2 separate regions of the Zea mays genome follow, and region 1 is linked to region 2. The links are chromatin contacts, called in public Hi-C maps. All regions are on one chromosome and are shown on one strand. Each heading gives the region's core, a stretch centred on a gene start, on an enhancer-like site or on the middle of the called end of the contact. The rest is flanking DNA. Distances are from core to core; before and after follow the strand shown.

What was found. Hi-C and Micro-C count contacts between places; a contact is called where the count stands out from the background.
Region 1: a contact with region 2 is called in a Hi-C map of leaf, with 4 times the contacts expected there. The contact joins the promoter of LOC100283903 here to the promoter of LOC100282738 in region 2. A contact is called at or near these places in 9 of 25 Hi-C or Micro-C datasets (bundle sheath, ear, endosperm and 3 more) and 2 of 3 datasets of contacts at active chromatin or transcription factors (leaf and seedling).

The regions. Positions count from the first base shown.
Region 1 is chr3:218,030,642-218,035,459 of Zm-B73-REFERENCE-NAM-5.0, forward strand. LOC100283903 (vacuolar protein sorting protein 25) reads left to right here and starts at 3,104. Exons shown (of 9, transcript NM_001156801.3): 1 at 3,104-3,667.
Region 2 is chr3:217,885,062-217,890,051 of Zm-B73-REFERENCE-NAM-5.0, forward strand. It overlaps LOC100282738 (apospory-associated protein C), which reads right to left and starts at 3,113. Exons shown (of 8, transcript NM_001155644.1): 1 at 2,385-3,113; 2 at 2,175-2,249; 3 at 1,570-1,626; 4 at 1,288-1,454; 5 at 581-715. The coding sequence starts at 2,492.

The DNA of each region.
Region 1 (4,818 bases), core at 1,854-4,353, 150 kb after region 2:
TGCGCCGCTCGGCACGGGCGCACTGTTCACCAACAGACTGGTCAGGCGCGCCGTTTGCTGGGTGACCCTGACGCCGTCTGTCGACGGATTGGACAGGAACATTAAATGCTGAGAGGGCGCGTCACCCGTCAGCGTGGTGGCAGGCGGCGCGTCCTCTACGTAATAAATGCAAAGACTGCACAGCTGTATGGGTCTTACGTCAGGCTCGGCCCGTTGGCTTATGTTACGGGCCACAAGCCGCGCGGTCGTGGCGGGTCTTCGCCTGAGCGGGGAGCATAGAGCAAAGTCTGGACACGTGTTGGCACCGGACCCTTGCCCGTGTCGGGGTCCTCCCCGTCCCGGAACTTTGCTGAGGCCCGGACCTCTCTCGGGGGGGGGGGACCTGGGACCCACCCGGGGGACCCGACATGTCTCCTCGGGAGCTCCGGACTCGTACTCACAGGGGTCCGATGTTTCTCTGTGGAGGTCCAGACCCGACAGTGCTTCCTAGGATGCATTATTCTTCCTCGCCACGTGGTACCCTTAGGCCTGTCCACGTGGTGGGGTCAGGTGCCACTCTCCGTACGACCTGGAGGCGTCGTACGGGTGCAACGCCTTCATACTGTAGAAGAGGGTACCCCTGATTCAGGGTACCGACATATAATTTGTTACATACCTTCCCATTTCTTGGTAATGCTCGGCAAAACTTCTTAATTGATTGATACTATTTTGAAAATTGCAGTATTAATGGACACCAGCACTACCACCTGTGAAGGATCGCTTTTGGGAACTATACCAGTTCATCTATGCTACTCTTAGGGCCCGTTTGGCAAAGCTCCAGCTCCTGCTTCTTTAGCTCCAGATCCTGATCCTTGTGAGGAGCTGATCCTCCTGATTCTCCTAGAGAATCAGAATCATTTTTAAAACCGTTTGGCAAGTAAACTGATTCTTGTCTGCTGAGAGTTGGTGGTCTGTGGTGATTGTCTATTTTACCCTTTGCAGTTCAACTTTGTTACAAACCAATAAGTAGGATGCATATACGGAAAAAAATTATGAAACAATAACATATAAAATATTCCCATCATAATAGTGCATAAAATGGTCTCAAATGTTTAATCCATAAATTGGCTCGTTATGTTTTTGTCCAATGGCAATTGCGGGTAATTTCGATCAAACTTTAAGGGGAGGTCCATATTTGGTTGGTTGAGGAGCTGTTTTAAGAGAGGGTGGAGCAGGTTTTTTTAGATCCCACCTTTCTTCACAAAAACGACTCCCGATCTTTCGGCTCCACACGAGAATCAGTTTCAAAAAATACCCGTTTGGCACGGCTCCTCCAGATCCTCGCTTAGAATCAGGAGCTGGAGCTGTGCCAAACGGGCCCTTAGAACTTGTCCGCCTTTTGTGCATGATCTATGGTTTCATGCTTTTAAGATATGGGCAGCCCTCTGTTGCGTGGTAGGCTCCAGGATGTCTTTTGGTGCTTCTAGGCTAGTAATAAACTATGCTATACGTGCAAAATCCTGTAAGGACCATACGCGCAATATGTACAGAGCGAATATGTAGTCTATGGCCAGAAACACTGCTCCTAATACTTCCTACTTCTACTATTTGCTGCTGCTACCACCCTTCTCTTTGTCGTTGTGTGCATTCGTGAGCTTTCGTTTGGCCTGTTTGATGAGCGAGCAGCTAACATGTTTAATTATGAACTGTACGGAGGGATGTCTGATTTGTGTTCATCGTTGTCATGGTTAAGGCGTGATTCATATCAGAAGAACACTTTCTGCAGATCCAGCAGTTTACATCAGAAGAACACCTTTTGCAGATCTGCAAAGCAATGTTTAGGTGTGTGTGCGTGTGCTTGTGTGTTATGCAGAATGAAGCAATGTGTATATATAAATATAGGGTGCGTTTGGTTGACTGCATATGGTCCGGCTCACGAGATGCAGCTTTCTTCTGTTTGGTTGGCTGATCAGTCTCTTCAGCCTGGCTCGCGGGATGCAAAGATTCCTCTTGGGTCTGGCTTCCGAGATACGTAGGAATTGGCTGTTTCTCCTAAGCCAGGCTCTGCCGGTGCGACCATTAATCTTTCCTAATGACAGATTAACATGTAATTAGTGTATATTAAATAAATTTAATTTAATTAAAAGTGGGTTAAGGCTTTGTATGACATATTATAGACTATTGCAACATCATCACATGAAAATATAATTAAACTTTATAGCTTTTAGCCCATGCATCAAGCATTTATGCGAGCAACCAAACATCATCTCGCATGGGCCAAGCTAAGCTCATACAGACAACCAAACGTAGGGATATTATATGCTCTCAGCCAGACTACCAAGAGCCGGGTTCCCTAGATACGAGCCAGACCCACCATCCAGACAACCAAACAGGCCAATATACACCTTAAAAAAATCATGTGTATATGCAGGTAAATCTGATAGTCTATTTGATTCAGATTTGGTCCGTGAGGACACTATCCGTATGTTTGGTTACCCACACCGTCTCATCTTGGGCCACCGTATGCGTTGACTGTGTCTGAGCTCCTGTTTAGTTGCCTGCACAAGGGAGACATAAGCTGCATGAGCGAATGCAAAATAAGTCATTTTATAGCCATTTGGTTGCATCAACTCGTACGCAAAAAAATGTCGTATCAGATCAGCCAGGGCCACCCGAGCCTTCGCGTCCGGATACAGGCATCCGATCAGGCGATATACCAATATGTGACAACTGTCCTTGCTATTACATGTAATTTCCTAAATCATCCAGATTCTTACATGAACTAATTGCAACGTTATGTTTGCTTCCCATGTGTTCGAAAATATGATTAGAGTTCATCACTGGCGAGTGATATTCAATTCTAGGATGTTCTGTGATGTATAGAGGACTAAAAGTAAAAAAAAAGATTGTTAGGAAATTTCTACTTTTTTTTTGAATATAGGAAATTTGAGAGAAAAAGAGTAACACTTTATTTAACAAACTTTGATCACGTTACGGGCGCCGGATGTTGACATGTTGTAGTATATATAGTTTTTGTTTCTTGTGTAATTTCTCTAAAATCTAGAGTTCAAAGTTACCTTATGTACTTTTACTATTTGAACCCTATGCAATAGTTGAGCAATCATTTCCCCCCTCTTCTCCAGCGTGGCACAGAGCTAGGGTTTCTCCCACCCGCCGCCTCCGGCGACTGCACCCGCCGTCGTCCACGGCCGATCGCTCCAGCTCCCGCTGCGCGCGCTCCCGCCGCAGGCCGCTCCAGCTCTTGCACGCATTCCCGGCCGCCGTCGCGCCTGCACGCCGCTCCTCTGCGGCCGCTCCAGCTTGCCCGCGCGTGCTCCCCTCGACTGCTCTAGCTTCTGCACGCGTGCCCGGCCGCCGCCGCGCCTGCACGCCGTCGGTCACCAATCGTCACCTACTACGACCCGTCCTTCAAGCGGCAGCTTCATCCGCGACGTCCGTGTCGCCGTCTTGCGCCACGACCTCACTCGAGCGCTCTGCCTACTCCCGAAGCCCTCCTCCGCGGCGCCCGCCCCAGCAGTTCCTCCTCCGCAGCGCCCGCCCCATCAGTTCCTCCTCCGCGGTGCCCGTCGACCCGCCGAGCACCAGCAGCAGCGTCGCCGGTGGTGGAGCTCCACCGCCTTTGCCGCGCTCCATCTCTTCAGGAAGTGCCCTGCTCCACCGCCCACCTGTACGGCCGCCTGACCCAGCTATTCGGCTGCCTCGCCGGCCTGAAATTTGTGTATATTCTACCTGTATAGGAGGGTTCATCTTCTGATTCAAGTTTTTTGCGCGAAGCCATGTCTTGCCTAGATGCTTTTGTTGTACCTAAGGGTACAACTCCTTCACCATGCTCGCTTGCTGGTGCATAATTTACTCGTTTATTTTTAGCTAACTCTCTTCATGGTAAAAAAATATTGCCTAGTTGATGCTAGTTACATTAATGGTCCTGGTTTTGTAGCTCCACATCGATCGTCATCACTTGAAAGAGTGGGCTGCAAATCAATAATAGCACAAAACCCCAAAATAATTGTTTAACTTACTACATGCTCGGGCTAGAAATATGGTAGAGACTAGAGAGCACCTTTCCCTATGGGACGATGGGTACGGAACAGCGATGTTCCCATCCTTCTCCACCTACGACGTAAACGAGGATCATCTGAACTGTTTCAACTATTGTGAGCAGTTCTTCCGTAGGCAGCGCTCAGTCGCCGGCACCTGTTCTGGTTGCTGGGGCACCTCCCGCGCCGCCCCCTAGGACAACTTCTCTTTTGGCCCTCGAGGCAACTCTTCAGACCCCTGGGGCACCTCGTGCTCCTTGAGGCACCTCCGTGTGCCGGCCCCCAAACATTTGTTCTGCCGCTATGGAGCACCTCTTGTGTCGACCCCTAGGGCAACTCTTCTAGCCCCCGGGGCACTTGTTTCGCCCCTCGAGGCACCTCATGCCTCGGTCCCTGGGACACCTCCTGTGTTGCCCCCTAGGCCATCTCTTCCTACCTATGGGGCAACTCTTTAGACCCTCGAGGCACGTATTCCGCCCCAGGGCACCTGTGCTTTGGGAACTTCCCATTGGGGTCTCTTGTAGGCGTGCACTGCATAGCGCCACCGTCACTGACCGTCTCCACTGGTCATCGTTGCGACCACTCTTAGGTCTCGACACCTGCTAAACTACACCATGGTATCTAGGTGGTTGTGCACATGCAACTCCATCGTTTGGATGGTGCCCGTCTAAGATCCACGTCTCCATTGGAACATCGACATCTGCATCCATGGCCACCAACACAGCTCGGGAAAATTGCTTTTTTAGGTCACACTGCTGCTCACCAAAATACCCCGGCATTC
Region 2 (4,990 bases), core at 1,863-4,362:
TTACTGATTGTGGAAGTGTGTTAGGCATAGCTCAAAATGTAATTTGGTGATGACTAAGCCGCAAGTTAGGACTATACATTTCCTTATCTAAGCCGCAAGTTAGGACTATTCATTTCTTCATGATAATAACAACATATCAGATTTCTTATTTGACCAATCGGATGTTTGGAATTAGAAATGTTGTAAGCAAGGTATACTGACCAATTAGGCTACCCAACAAAACTTGATGTCAAATTTAGGTTGTTTCATTCTGAATTTGCATGAACATTGTCAATTTACAGCACAAATTTCACTTCAACGGTTCATATAAATTTGAAGGTTTGTACGCCTTCTGGTAGGAAATGTGTTAACCAAGAAAACATCAAAGATTCTAATAGTCAGCTCTATTTTCCCCCCATAGGAAAACACACTAGTTTCAAACCCTCTTATGCGAAAAAAGCCATTAATGTGATGACCTAAAGTATGTATTGACATAAACCAATAACTTAACCGAAAAAGGAGTGAAAATCATCACATCAAGTTAAGCATTAAGAAGGAACTCAATTGAATAAAATAGGATTAACCATCCAAATTGGGATACCTGATGTCAGAAACAGAAAGGTATGTATGGTAAGCAAATGCGAAACTGAATGGCTTCCCATTAACATTTCTGACCCGTGATATCAGTGAAAGGTCTCCATCCATTGAAAGAGAGACTCTGAGACGTAACTCAAAACTGTAATTCAAAGTAAAACCAAATCAGGAAAAGAACAACCATATTGAAATTAACTAACATTTTCACTTAAATCATAACCTTGTCTATAAAAGACTGAATTATATTTGCAGAAGGTACAGGTTCACAGCATACATAATTTCATCAGATGGGTATGCTTGCTAAGAAATAGCCATTACTATCTGTTGTCTATGTACTCAAAGAAATCTAACATATTATTTTCATTGCAAAACTCAGTGAGTAAGCTTTGAGTAGAAGCACTGAATTATTGTCCACAGAGCATCCCATGAACAACCCAATAGGTGTAGGCGTGTAGCCTGTTCAGATTCCTTTTTAAAGCAAAAGATGCACATGGAAAGGAATCATGGAAGAAGCAACATGCCTTTGAATTGATCATGGATGATTGGGAGAGAGAGAGAGATAGAACTAAATAAATAGTGGTTTCTTTAATTTATTACACATTGCTAGTCCCTTATATACACCATGAAAAAATGACACAGAGCCAGGTTATGATAAACCATAACCATCTGCAAAATTTCTACATCCAAATCCAAAGGGAATACAAGCCACCATACCAGTGTGGCCAGCACTTCAGGTCATCTTCAGATGGCTTTAGCAGAAGGTCAACAGAAGCTTTGTTGCTGTTATTATCACCATAATTTAGAGGTGGAGCCTCATCGTCTATTGTCCATATCTTGTTCCTTGCAAATCCATGCTGCTCCAATGTTCCACAGTTTCCAAACTGATAAATTGAAACATTAATATTGTCCTCACTTCAAAAAGCAGAATTGCATGCATGTTCAGTATATTGTCTTAGCGCAAAATATAGTGAACACTGAACAGGAATACTGCAGTACCTGTGGGAAGCATATCGGAATGCCACCACGGGTCGCTCTTGGCGGCTTGAAGATTGCCTGCATGGATAACAATAGTTGCCAAAATTCAAAAACCAATGTTAAAAATAAGCAAACTGAAACCTATTATGGTCTCACAGCAGGGGACATCATAATTGATAACAACTCTCTAATGCCCAAAGCAGAAGTACAGAGAAAAATGTTTTCTAGTATTATAAGGATAAAAGGGTAACAGATAACTAGTCCGAATGGCGATTCTGATATCTGCAAAAGAAATCTGCCAATCCACTATACATAGGGAATCAATGATATGACATTGGTTTTGCCCAGTCACATAAAGTAGCTCGTATTTACAGGCTCCGTGATCAAGAAATAAGATAGGTAAAGTATTTCATCGACACTAGTCTTGCTTTTTCTAAATTACATACAATTGTAAAAGCAAACAAAAAAATGTTTCATAAACACTCGTATTAAATATTCACGAGAACAGTAATCAGGGGAGTGCATTCACAGTTGGTCACAGTTACTCCACCGATTCGTCCCCCCGAGTAACAGAAAGCTGCATTGCAACAGATACGGGCCAGCATAGGCAGCCGAGACAAACTCACCTTGCTGCTGCTGAAGAGGAGCTCCTCGCCGCGGTGGTTCCTCCACGAGACGACCTGCCCGCCGTGCAGGCAGACCTGCGCCGACAACCCAACGCTCGAATCAGACCGAGAGAAGTTTTTTTCTGCCTAGAGCAGAAATGCCGAGTCGATCGCCCGTCGGAAATAACAGGAAAAAAACAAGGAAGAACAGAGACGCAGACGACTACTCACCCGAACGGACGCCCCCCGCGGGGACCGGATCGCGAACTGGTCGGCGCCGTTCCAGTCCTTAGTCACCTCGAACCCCGTCCGCTGCTCGGAGCAATGCCCCATGCTCATCAACCGGGGGAGGAGGAACAGCACCAGCAACCTCTTGCGAGAACCGACCAGCCACCCACTGCCTTCCCGGCGCACGCAAGCGAGGTAGAGAGGCACAGGAGCGAGCGAGCGCGCGCTCGGGTCACGCGCAAAGCTACAACCACCTACCAACCTAGTACTGCTCCGCTCCTAGCGCTACCACCGCCCCAACAAAGCGCTGGCGACGAAAGCAACGGCAGGGGTCGCCATTGGAACAGCTCGGATGTTACGGCTCGCTCGCTCCCCTCCCCAACGTCTCCCTCGTCCCTCGGTCCCTTCCCTTGTGAGCGAGATGAAAAAGGAAAGCGAAAGGCTAGGGCCAAATCTCGTGACACCTACGGAAGCAGAGCAGCGCAAAGCGGCGGGCCTTTTTTTTTTCTTTCTTTCTTTCACGCCGCGCACCACCAACCACCGCTGCCACCACCACCACCCCCCGGCGTCCCGCGAACGAGATCAGCGGACCACAACACGCCCGCACGGCAACGAACGGCGCGCGGCAGCAGGTAGTAGCAGCAGCAGCAGCACGGGGTTAGCTCTAGCTAGTGGTGCTGGAGGAGCCTTCGCAGGAGGAGGGGACGGAGGGCCGGGGACTGGAGATCTGCCTCGTCCTCTTCTGTCAAAAGCGGCACGCACATGGCGGGGTGGCGGGGTGGCGTGGCGAGAGCGCCCATCATGGCAGCCACAGCCACCTAGGCGTTGCCATGGGACGGGCAAAGGATCCGAGGGAACAGCTGGAATCCGAGAAGCGCGGGGTGGGCCGTGGGTGATGATGGACTGGTGGAGCGGGTTGGGGAGCGAGGATACCCGCACCCGGGAAGGTAGGCCGAGCCGCCGAGGCGAGGCAGTAAGCACCTAGCACGGTAGCACCCCATGAGCCATGAGTGAGTCATGACAATGGCGACCCTGTCTCCGATTCCAGCGCTCTGTTAGAGAATAGAGATAGAAAAAAAATTCCTTTCACATGATGTAAATAAGATGTAAACATAAAAAAAATCTTCCTCAATGGATATACAAGATAGAGATGGAGAAGTATTCCCTATTCCAGTTTACCGCACGATGTTTTTTATGTAATAGCTAATAATAAAAATAAATAATTATATTGTCAAGAGATATTTATTGTATAAATGTGTTTATTTTGATGTACACATAATGATTTCTTACATCTATTAATTGTATACGTGATATTGTTTTACATTAATAACATATGAAGTAATTATTCCTATATATTAAACCAGGGACCTTTGCTTGCAAACTAGCTAGGCCATGTCATTCAGAATTCCTTTGTCGTCCGATTGCTTCTCCATAATGCAAATCCTGCCATCCAGCTGTTGTTCACTGCTCCGTCTTATTTGCCTGCCTGGCAGAGGCTAGCTGGTAGCGCCTCAAACACGATCCTTCGTCTGCCATCCTTGGGAGCCTCGCGTTCTCTAGAATGTTGCTCAGTTGACGAACACGACAAGCAACCTCAGTGTCTCCGCTTCTTTCCTGGCGGTCGTTCTGAAGGTAATACTCATTCTTTTCTCCCCTCTTTCACTCCCTTGATCCCTTCCCAATGTCGCATACTCGCGTTGGTCATCCAGCTACGCTATGGTCACTGGTTCTTCACCATGAGCTCGAGAAAATAATAGTCGTTCCCGTCGCACTTTAAGAATCATGGAGTCGGCATGGCTCTTCCGCGTCTTGACGAGATAGCGGTTGCGGCCACCCATGCCTCGCTAGCTCCGATCTGTCCGATCCTCGGCGTGGCTCCTGCTCCCATAATCTGGCCCTCAGTCTCCTGCGCCGCCGGTCCTCATCGCGGACGAGCAGGCTACCGCGTCGTGCTTTCTGGGTACAACAGGCGGCTTGCGGGAGCGTCCGGTCATTGGTGTGGCTCCTGCTCCCGTTGTCCGGTCCTCACTTCCCTGTGCCACCATTCTTCATCGCGGACGAGAAGGTCACGACGCCGCGCTTTCTAGAGACGTCGAGCGGATGTCATTTTTTCTAGATGTTTGTCAATGAGATCAGTGTTTACCCACACGAAAAATAAATGGAAAATGATAAGAGATTCGTACGCGCGTCATCATTGAATAGATAGATGGCAAAATCTTTTCTATAAAAAATAGAACATGAAGCAAATGGAGTAGAAATGCATGAAGGTTATGCCGGCACTGCGGATCCACCGAGGGGTATCTACAAATTTTATCTTACTGTATTTTTAGAAACAACTCTATAACATTCAACCTATGTCAAAATCCTTATTTATTTATTTATTTAATTATTTGTTTGTCGTTACGCCAATAGCTAGCTCCGATCATAGAACATCAATGATTCATAAATAAAAAATGCAATGATATAATATATGCATGTTTCTGCTAATTAAAAAATATACAAGATTTGCAACCATGCATGGACAAGTAAAGAAGCTTGCAATTAGCTAGCTTGCTCCTTTCTCGCTTAATTTGGAACCCCCAGATGGCTTAAATTCATTCAATTGATGG